Regions from separate parts of the Sus scrofa genome. Here region 1 is linked to region 2. A link is a contact called in public Hi-C data. All regions are on one chromosome and are shown on one strand. The core of a region is the stretch at or near the end of the contact, and the rest is flanking DNA. Distances in the headings are between cores, read along the strand shown. Region 1 holds the start of RBBP9 (putative hydrolase RBBP9). Region 2 holds the start of DTD1 (D-tyrosyl-tRNA(Tyr) deacylase 1).

What was found. Hi-C and Micro-C count contacts between places; a contact is called where the count stands out from the background.
Region 1: a Hi-C map of skeletal muscle shows a contact between it and region 2, with 3 times the contacts expected there. The contact joins the promoter of RBBP9 here to the promoter of DTD1 in region 2. A contact is called at or near these places in 1 of 5 promoter capture datasets (liver), 2 of 47 Hi-C or Micro-C datasets (both in skeletal muscle) and 2 of 2 datasets of contacts at active chromatin or transcription factors (alveolar macrophages and skeletal muscle).

The regions. Positions count from the first base shown.
Region 1 is chr17:26,746,478-26,752,120 of Sscrofa11.1, reverse strand. RBBP9 (putative hydrolase RBBP9) reads left to right here and starts at 2,423. Exons shown (of 5, transcript XM_003483900.4): 1 at 2,423-2,577; 2 at 3,790-3,832; 3 at 5,156-5,261. The coding sequence starts at 2,479.
Region 2 is chr17:26,809,559-26,815,318 of Sscrofa11.1, reverse strand. It overlaps DTD1 (D-tyrosyl-tRNA(Tyr) deacylase 1), which reads right to left and starts at 4,180. Exons shown (of 6, transcript XM_003134277.6): 1 at 3,949-4,180. The coding sequence starts at 3,991.

The sequences.
Region 1 (5,643 bases), core at 1,174-3,673, 61 kb after region 2:
AAGACTAAAACTGCCTCGGCAAGTTCTTGAGAGCAGCTCTTGGAATGTTACAAAGTCTGTTTAGACATAAATGAACATTTTCAGATTTTTAAAAATTCAGAGCAATGTTAATACTTCAGTTTGGAAACCAAGTGATTTCTTCTCTGATAATCACAAGCTCAGAAAATGCCTGCCCAAGAGATAAAAATTAGAAAAGAAAGTAAGATGGACTTAGGTATAACTGTATTATCTCTGAAATAATTTTTGATATAAACAGTCTGAGAATGGTGAGAGTCCAGGCCTTTGTCCCCTCTTCCTCCTTCTTAAAAGAAGTGCTGACCACCCTGTAAGTAAGAATGAAACCAAGGACAGCCATCAGTTAGATCCTTTCAACTGTAGCTTGCTTAATCACATCCTGTAACCTGCCTTTACTGACGAAACTTGTTTAAAATTGTTCTCGAGAATTGCACACACTCCAAGCTTCACATAGCTTAGACAACACATCATGAGACACCTCAGAAGTTCCGTGGTGGCCCAGCAGTTAAAGATCCTGAGCTGTCATTTCTGTGGCTCAGGTTTGATCCCTGGCCCAGAAACTTCCACATGCCGTGGGTCTCCCCTATCCCCCCCACAAAAAAGATGAAATGTCTCCCTTCCTAGGGCACCAATGCTGGTACTTCTTCTACGATGAGACTCCCCAGATGCCAAGGCCATACTGACTGTATATATGCTGTATAAAGTGCTGATCTGTTTTTTTGTTTTTTTTTTTTTTTGAACTTTGAAGAAATGGATCCCTGACTTGTTTGATGTTCTCTGTTCTGACAAGACATAAAACTGCTGAAAACCATGCTTCTCCCGAACAATTCCTCTGGGCTGAGAGGCTGGTTTCTGGGTTATAGTCCTCAGTTTGCTGTTTGTTTGTTTGTTTGTTTTTTAGGGCCGAACCCTTGGCATATGGAAGTTCCCAGGCTAGGGGTTGAATTGGAGCTGCAGCCGCTGGCCTATGCCACAGCCACAGTGACAGCAATGCCACATCCAAGCCAAGTCTACAACCTACACTGTAGCTCATGGTAACACTGGATCCTTAACCCACTGAACAAGACCAGGGATGGAACCCGAATCCTCATGGATACTAGTTGGAATTTTCACCATTAAGCCTCAATGGGAATTTGTATAATCCTCAGTTTGGCTCAAATAAAACTCTTTTCTATTCCTATTGTAGATTAGTTATTGCTTATTTTCTTCCACAATAGGTAAATAATTTCATTGGTACCTCAGTTTCCCCAATCTCTAAATTGGTTTAGGTAAAAATGTTATTCATGTGCCCTACACCAATGGTGATATTATTTAAAAGGATAGTATTTAGGAGTTCTCCTCTGGCACAATGCTAGTTAAGGATCCAGCATTGTCACTGCCAAGGCTTGGATTGCTGCTGTGGGCAGGTTCGAGTCTTGATCCAGGAACTTATGTGTAACATGGGTGTGGCCAAAAGAGAGAAAAAAAAAAAGGACAGCCTTGATTTTTTTTTTAGTTTCTTTAGGGTCACACCCTTGGCATATGGAGGTTCCCAGGCTAGGGTTCCAATTGGAACTGTAGCCGCTGGCCTACACCACAGCAACTTAGGATCCCAGGGGCAGCTGTGACCTACACCACGCTCAGGGCAGCGCCAGATTCTTAACCCACTGAGCGAGGCCAGAGATCAAACCTGCGTGCTTATGGATGTTAGTCAGATTCGTTTCCGCTGAGCCTCGAAAGGAACTCCCAAAGAACAGCCTTTAAAGCAATGAGGATAACAACCATGGGTGGTATTGATTATTCCATTAAGAACTGTTTTGAGGAGTTCCCGTCGTGGTGCAGTGGTTAATGAATCCGACTAGGAACCATGAGGTTATGGGTTCAATCCCTGGCCTCGCTCAGTGGATTAAGGATCCGGCGTTGCCGCGAGCTGTGGTGTAGGTTGCAAGCGCGGCTCGGATCCCAAGCTGCTGTGGCCCTGGCGTTTAGACCGGTGACTACATCTCTGATTCGACCCCTAGCCTGGGAACCTCCATATGCCGCCGGTAGCGGCCCTAGAAAAGACAAAAAAAAAAAAAAAAAAAAAAAAAAAAAAAAAAAGGACTGTTTTGAAATCAGAAGGAAAAATCGTAAGGATTCCAGAAGTCCTCAATTAATACAATGGGTTGTGTTTTGCTTCTTTGGGTCTAAAACACACTTTTCTATAGGAAGATCAGTAATTCTAGTAAAGAGATAACACACCCTGTGCATATCACAACTCGTCGTAAATAAGGGGAGGAAATGAGGACGCCAGTAAGATGCAAGTGAAAGGTTATTTACGTCTGACGGAAACTGGCAAAGTCTGCCCATGACCGCGGTGTGCGGTAAAGGATCAGAGCATACATAAATGCGCTCTAGCAACCTGGAACTACAATTCCCAGAAGGCCACGGGTCAGCCTTCCCGGGACGCAGCCCAGGCTCCCGGCGCGCTGGTCCGCTGCGCTCATGGCTTCGCCCAGCAAGGCGGTGATTGTCCCAGGCAACGGTGGTGGCGATGTGGCCACTCACGGCTGGTATGGCTGGGTGAAGAAGAGGCTGGAGCAGGTAGGAGACGCATCTCGCTGCGCCAGGGAGGTTAGCCTGGAGCTGGAGGGGCCGGAGGACTGAAGTTGGCACGTGTGTCCCCTCCTTACACCGGCCCCCTTCTGCAAAGCCCTGTGTGTTTTCATTCCTGTTCCTGCTCCCCTGTCTTTAATTCTACAACTAGCAGTCGGTATTGCGGTTGCTAAAACTGCCTGGAAGCCTTCTGCGAGGGCTCAGAGTACCAGGCACCACCTCTTAAACTGGAGCCGAGCCCCCTCCCCGTATTTCCTACGGGTTCAGATATGGAACTTCGAGATAATTCCACATCTATCTTCTTTGCTACCTTCCTAGGATTTTTAAAAATTTCAGTGCGTAATATTAATATGTACTAAGGGTGTATCAGATATTTCTGTGCATTATGAAGCAGAATGTAATGAAGACCTGATAATCCATAAACAAACTGAAATCTAGAACAGTACCAATACCTTCAAAACCACCTTGGAATGCTCCCCCCATCCCATTTCCTTGCCATTGGAAATTTTTTTCATTTGCTCCTCTTCTAGAAATTAATGAACTTTTGCAACCTATGTATGTATGCTTTAAGCAATGTATTGTTAAGTTTGGCTTCTTTGTGAGCACTATAAAAATGGCTTCTTACTGTAGAGTGTCTTGTGCATCTTGATTTTTTTTTTTTTAAAACCCTCTTCCTTAATCAGGCAATAAGACTGCTTTCTGAGTTGCCAACCCTCTAGAGCTCCAGAGTGGGTCTCTAGTATAAAATCCCAGGCTTGTGGCTGAGAGCCATGGCCAGAGCTACAAACCAAAAGGTTGGGGCTGGAGCTGTCCAGGAGGATGGGATCTCCAGCTTTGTGTATCATGTTTCTGTACCACATTTTACCTACTCCCTGGAGCACAGTCTGATTGGCTCCAGGTCAGTTTGTCTAGAACCTGTTCATTCATTCTCTCCCTATAGGTATATGCCAGGGGTGATAATAAATATGTAGAGATCTGCAGAGCTGGCTGGATAGAGAACTACAAACAGATGGAGCTTATGAGGCAGGATTGTTACTCATATGTAATCCTATAGCACTTAATCCACTTTATTTCATAATAGAAGCAGATACTTACTAAACTGATAAAGATCGTTATCAGGTGTCACATTTCTTATTAGCAATGTATTAGTTGTTATTAAGCTCTTTATTATAGCTTTTTTTTCCCCTCCTCATATCATAGATACCTGGTTTCCAGTGTTTGGCTAAAAACATGCCTGACCCAAGTAAGTTTTTTAAACGTGTTTTTAAAAATCCTCCATATGTTGGGTTTTGATCTTGCCATTTTCTGGGTAGAGAAGAAGAATATCTTAGTAGAGAAGCCAAAGGGAATACAGACCTCAGAGTGAAGGATGGCAAGTATCTGGGAGAGGAGGATGCAAACCAAAACACTATAGAAAATTTGAGTAAGGATCAAGAAGAGTGCTTGGGCTCAGTGAAATTTAATTTTCAGCTTTGGAAGCAACTTGATCTTCCCTTCTTCAAGTCAATTTTTTTTGTTGTTGTTGTTGTCTTTTTTTGCTATTTCTTGGGCCGCTCCCATGGCATATGGAGGTTCCCAGGCTAGGGGTTGAATCGGAGCTGCAGCCACCGGCCTACGCCAGAGCCACAGCAACGCTGGATCCGAGCCGCGTCTGCAACCTACACCACAGCTCACGGCAACGCCGGATCGTTAACCCACTGAGCAAGGGCAGGGACTAAACCTGCATCCTCATGGTTCCTAGTTGGATTCGTTAACCACTGCGCCACGACGGGAACTCCAAAGTCAAATATTTTCAATTAGAATTTCTGGATGTCTCGAGGCAGAGGTATGACAAAAACTTTATAGCATCTCAATGAGATCCTAATATTTAAAAAATGTAACACTGCCACTTTTGTTCTGAATAAGCTTATGACTTGTCTCAGTAATTTCCTTTTTGGAAAGAAAGGATGGACGTGAACTTGAGAGACAGTATTGTCAAGAGATTTTGGAAAGTTTTGCATTAGAGCTTCAGAGTTATATCTTATTATTCTTTAGTACTTTCTTACAAAAACATGGTAAAAAAAAAAAGTAAAAACAAAACTCTTTACCAAAACTATAGATTTGAGTCTTTCAAACAGCAGTACAGGAAACTGGCTCTGTTGGAGTTCCCATTATAGCACAGCAGAAACGAATCCAACTGGAACCACGAGGTTGTGGGTTTGATCCCTGGCCTTGCTCATTGGGTTAAGGATCCGGTGTTGCCATGAGCTGTGGTGTATGTAGGTCGCAGACATGGCTTGGATCTGGCGTTGCTGTGCTCTGGCGTAGGCTGGCAGCAACAGCTCTGGTTAGACCCTTAGCCTGGGAACCTCTATATGCTGCAGGTGAGGCCTAAAAAAACAAAAGACCAAAAAACAAACAAACAAAAAAAACCCTGGCTCTGTTAAAACAGCCCCATCTCCTATTGTGGTCCTGCAGTTTGAAAAGTCCTGACCCGCTGAGTCGTCCTCTGCTGGAAAGGTAGGGCATCATTAGACTAAGACTGTCCCTATCGAGTGACAGGCTCTTTCTTTCCTCTGAACCTGAGTCACAGCCCGAGAGAGCATCTGGCTGCCTTTCATGGAGACGGAGCTGCGCTGTGATGAGGAGACCATCATTATAGGCCACAGTTCCGGGGCCATTGCGGCCATGAGGTGCGATACTTGTTCAGTTGTCACCTGCCCTGTGGGCTCCAGCCATGCTTGCTTGCAGAATACCTTGGGCATATCTTAAGTTTCCACTGCAGAGGAAACAGTGCTGACCTCAACAGTGGTAATGTAATCTGTTCTAATTCCTTCCTGGTTTGGTGAGCGGATTAAGAACGTTTTTGCTTTTATTAGGGTACAGAGGATCCTTTAAAAACATAAATGCCTCTAAACCACATCAGCTTCCCATCACCCTCAGAAGAAATTCTCCGCCTTCAGGGCCCCCACTCATCTGTCCCATCTCCTCTTCACTGCTCCCTGTCTGGGTTCCAGACTTCCGTGAAGTTCCCCAACATGTACCTTCCTTAAGCCTGTGCTCGTTGTTGTTATG
Region 2 (5,760 bases), core at 2,931-5,430:
ACGGTTTAAAAGTTAAGCTTCAAGTCAGCAAACTTCTATTACTTCCCAGTTTGGTACTAAAGTTGCATTCTTGGAGTTCCCATAGTGGCTCAGTAGAAATGAATCTGACTAGTATCCATGAGGATGCAGGTTCGATCCCTGGCCTTGCTCAGTCAGTTAAGGATCTGGCATTGCCGTGAGCTGTGGTGTAGGTCACAGAGGTGGCTCAGATCTGGTGTTGCTATGGCTGTGGTATAGGCCAGTGGCTACAACTCCGATTCGACCCCTAGCCTAGGAACCTCCATATGCCTCAGATGCGGCCCTAAAAAATAAAAACAAACAAAAAAATAAAGTTGCATTCTAAGCCAATGATGTTCAAATCTTTTTGAATGATGCACCGCATCCATTAAAAAAAAAACTCTCCAAACATATATTCCTATTCCAAGCATTTGCATATGTATTTAGAGTCAAATGTACACTCTACCACCCTAGACACTATCTCAGAGCTGGCACAGTATTTAGGCCGAGACACACCATTGTGAGGGTGAAACTAAACCCATATTTCAAATGTTGATCGTCATAATTTTCACCTTTTTGCCAAAGGTCATGAGATTATTTGATTATCGTGTACTGATATAATGTTCCAAACAGGAAAAGGGTCATCTCTGCTATTTTCTTGTTTGCTTTTGCTGGATAAGGGTATCTGTAGGCATTGCGGCTCAGCAGGTTAAGAACCCCAACATAGTCTCTGTGAGGATTTCAGTTCAATCCTAGGCCTTGCTCAGTGGGTCAAGGACCTGTCACTGCCATAAGCTGCAGCATAGGTCACAGATGCAGCTTAGATCTGGTGTTGCTGTGGCTGTGGTGTAGGCCTGCAGCTTCAGCTCCAATTTGACTACTAGCCTGGAACTTCTATTTGCCACTGGAACAACCCAAAAAAGAAAAAAAAAATTATCTGTAAACATACCTGACAAGGCATCATAGATTTCACCATGCTGCCCCATCGCCAAGCTCGGGAGAGGGTGAGACACCACCTTCCTGCAAGTGTCTGATAAGGGAACACCTGACAGGCAGATACCCGGGGAGCATGGGCATCAACCTATTCCCAAAATAACTCCTTTTAAAGTTTAACTCTTATTTTCATGCTAAAAAAAAAAAAAAGAAAAGAAATCCAAATATTTTAATGTTTTCTTCTGTGCTGCTTTTTTTAATAACAGACTATGCATGATTTACGGTCTTTTGAACCCCTGGCTCAAAAGCTGAAACTGAAATCACCTATCTTGACATAAGCAGCAAACAAGTGGGGTTGTTTGCTTGTTTGCATTACTTCCATTGCTTTAGAAAACTTTGGCTTTATTTGCTGTTTAAGTAAACCAATATCATTTTCTTTTCAGTCAGACAAAAGAGAATACATAGGTTCAGAAGGATATTTTATAATAGACAAGTGGACTTCTAAGGGGAAACCCTGAGAATCACCACTTTAAACAAAAGATCACAGGGCTAGAAAAGAACTAAGGTATCTGGTTAGTGTTTTGGTTTTTGTTTGTTTATTTTGTCTTTTTAGGGCCGAACCTGCAGCATATGGAGGTTCCCAGGCTAAGGGTCGAACTAGAGCTGCAGCTGCCAGCCTATGCCACAGCCACTGCAATGCAGGATCTGAGCCACGTCTGTGATCTATACTACAGCTCATGGCAATGGCAGATTCCCAACCCACTGAGTGAGGCCAGGGATTGAACCTGCATCTTCATGGATACTAGCTGGGTTCATTAAGCACTGAACCACGATAGGAACTCCTGGTCAGTGTTTATTTGACACCAGTATATTGGCATCACCTGAGACCTCTTCTTAAAGAATTCAACACCTCTCAAATTAACATGGTCAACCCCAACCTCTTCCTGACACTCTACGATTCTATTGAGATTTTAGCTGACAGAGCTAAGGGATGGGACATGGCGGTTACGGTACTGTTCCAGCTGTGTATCCAGCTGTGTAACCACATGGACATGTTTGGAATGTCCCGTCATAAAGCTTTTAAAATTAGATTATCACAATAACTTGCTTAAATGTACTTGCAATAAATGTGCTTGACCAAGCTTATAAAATGAACTAGCACCATAACATGTGATTTGTAATAGTCTAATCTGTCCCATCCATAAAGTCGGAAGTGACATTTTAGAACTGTTGAAATAAAATGCCATTTGCAAAAGGCCACACTCGGCGAAGCCAGTCCCATTCTAAAGGAATCAGAAAAATCTCTCTCCATTACAATTCAAATATGAGGCCTGGCTAACCAGAAGGTTCCTCCAGCACCTTGAGAGAATTCCGTTCTGCTAACACCTTCCCACAATTAACACCCTTATCTTTTTTAATATGCAGGATGGTTTAGTTGTTGTTTATAACGAAAATCATACAATTTAACTAGTAAACTGAAATCATTCAATCTATTCTGCTAATCTCACTGAACCATGTTTTCAATATTTCAGATCAGCAGAACGGAACGTTCTCCATTCAGATCAAAATTTAATACTCCAAAGTTTGCTCACTGTTCATGATGAACACACAGAGCAAACTGCAAGATACTTCTCAGAAGCCAAAAAAAAGACATTTTCCTCCATGAATTTTCCCAGTTTTAGTGAAGTTACATATATTAACTAAAATGCTAAAAAAAAAAACCCAGTTCTCAAATTCCATAAAGCCCAGAGCTATCCTATTCCCTATTACTCCAGGACCATAACCAAAACCAGCTACCACAACAGCTTAGAAATCATTACGCAGGATTGGAAAGTAGAATCTCAAATCTAAATATATGGTTTTACTGAGCTTGGTTGTTTCTTCGGGATTTTGCTGTTTTGGTTTTAGATTTATACTTTCCTGGACACAAAAACACATACTTGGTATGGACTGGCTTGAAGGAAAGGCTATCTAGGATTACCTGAATGAAACAGTATTAGAATTCTGCCAAAAACAAAAAAAACAAAAAACAAAAAACTGGAAGATAATCTAAAATTAGTCATTTAAAATTTCCTGATATCTTTACTATCTTGGCTTGAGTTTTTTAAAACGACTCCCTTCTAGGAAATGTGTGGTGACTGTGAGTTAAAGATCCAGCATTGTCACTGCTGTGCTTACAGCAGTGGCCGCGGGTTCCATCCCTGGCCCAGGAACTTCCTCAAGCTGCGGATGCCACCAAAAAGTAAAAAAAAAAAAACAAACAAACAAAAATATAAACGACTCCGTTCTATCCATTAATCATCTGGACCCCTGATGCTCAAACCAGACTACAGTGATCAACTGATGACTAATGGTTGGGTGGCTTGGTCAACAAGAAACTGGTGGAAAAGAGAAACATCTCATCCTGAATCCTTTAGATTCTGACTGTCCCTTCAGGGCTCGGTGAGGAAGGGGAGTCCTGGGCAGGAACGCGCTGCACCGGGGCTGGGCGCTGGGCACGTGGGCGGACACACGGTCAGAACTCACCCCTACCGACAACTCTTCACAGCTGTGCATCTCACTGGGCGTCAAGCTCCATCAAAACTGGGATATGGAGAAAATGGGCAACAAAAGGAAAATGTCGAGCAGAAGGTTGCAAAATGGGTAGTTCTTGCTCCGGAAATGCTCCCTACATGTTGTTTGTGCAACATTCCACGAAGAACGGGCCACAGAGGTGCTCAGAGGATGCTAGGAGGTTCGGCCACCTGGCACTCAGGACTGAAAGAAACGCTGGTGAAAATAATGAGGCGCGTTCATCGTGAACCCTAAGCGGAAACCCTGCAGCTCGGGCCGCGCCGGGACCCCCCGGGCACGTGGACGGCACCGCAAGCCGGCCGGGGCTGCGCGCCGCCGGGGACCGAGCTCGCGCAGGGCTGCAGCTGCCCCGGGGCGGCGCGGGGGAACCCTCGCGGGGGTGGCCGTGTCGGCCGGGCGCGGGGTCAGGGGCGGCTCCTCCCGGCCCGGCCCCGCCCGACTGACCTGTGACGCTGGCCCGGGTGACGCGCTGCACCACGGCCTTCATGGCGGCGGCTGGGGCGAGCGGGGCGGCGCCGGACGGCTTCCGGCCTCGAGACTCTCCAGGCGGCGCGGCGACAGACGCCCTCTGCGGGTGACACCAGGAAGTGCGCGGGCGGCCCTGCAGGACCCGCTAGTCGGCAGCTCGCCCACGTCGGCCACGCCCACCCACAGGTTGTTCCCGCCGGCGTCGGTCACGCCCACCTGAGCCCTAAGTATAGCCCCGCCCCCGTCATAGGCCCCACCCATTCTCGATCCTGCCCCACCCACAGCTGAGCCACGCCCCAACGCTGGGATCCAGCAACCCCCTTCCCAGTCCCCACCCCCAGCCACACTCACAGGTGCCCTGACAGCAGTTTCTGCACCTGTTTCTTCTCACATCTCGGGCCTAAGAACCAGTCGTAACTAAATCCCAGCTTTGTTGTCCAGACTCCTAATCCTAATTGTGTTTCTCTTTTCATTTTCCACCCCTCAGGCCCCAGACCCTCCCAAATTCTTTTTCCCTTGTCTTCCTGTCTCAGTGGTTCCTCAGAAGCCAGATAGAAGAGGATCTACTGCCTAAAGCAGCCATTTAAGTGTTTCCGTATTCACTTGACTTAGCCATGTCAGGACACTGCAGATACATGACTATGTTACTCTAATCCCTTCTCTAATACTGATGCTTAGTCTCTCTCACAGGATCGTTAAAAGATTTGAATAAAATATACAAGTGCTTAGAAGCTGAAAGGACTGTACAAGTATTACCCTGACAAATTAGTATCACTGATAAAAACAAGCCCCTCTCATGTGTCCCCTTACAGTGTAACAGTACTTGTGGGTGTAGAGTGATGGGGTTTGGAAACAAAATTGGGTCTGCTTGCCCATGTGTAGTAAAGCCGATCTACTGATACCAGGTTGTGGTGAGGGAACGTGCAGTGTTGACTGTAATGGCGCCCTACTAGGAGAACAGGTGTCTCATGCTCAATAACTCCAAACTCCCAGAAAGGTTTCAACCAGGTGGTGGGGAGGGGGGTCACAGGGCATGTGATCAGCTCATGCACAGTTCTCTAGCTGATGGTGAGGAAACAGGGCACCATCACAGGTAACATTATCAATCCTTGGAGTTCCCATCATGGCTCAGCGGTTAACGAACCCGACTAGCATCCATGAGGACTTGGTTTTGATCCCAGGGCCCGATCAGTGGGTTAAGGATCTGGCATTGCCATGAGCTGTGCTGTAGGCTGGCAGCTACAGCTCCAAATGGACCCCTAGCCTGGGAACCTCCATGTGCCTCGGTGTGGCCCTAAAAGACAGACACACAGACAGACACAAACACACACACAATTATCAATCCTTAGGTGCTAGTATGTCTGGAGGCTACTTGCTCAGGATGATCAAGTATTTAATTTCTTCCATTTGGTGGGGGTTTTAGCATCTGTAAAACAACTCAGAAATGTTTATCAGATACTATTATCTGGGTACTATGGGATGAGGGGAGGGCTGTCACAGGAAGGCCCCACAGGGCCCCCCCAGGTTATAAGGACTCTCTACCCCATATATGGCAACTCAGCATATTGAATATGTTTGAGTTTAAGGACTTTGAGAAAACAGCAGAAGCAGGAAAGTCACTCTGATGTCCCCTTACCCACTTGGGTCCTTGGACTGTTGAATCGGTAGGCATTGAAGCCAGGCATTCCCTTTGTGGCTCAGCAGAAACGAATGACTAGCATCCATGAGGACACAGGTTCAATCCCTTGCCTCACTCAGTAGGTTAAGGATCCGGCGTTGCTGTGGCTG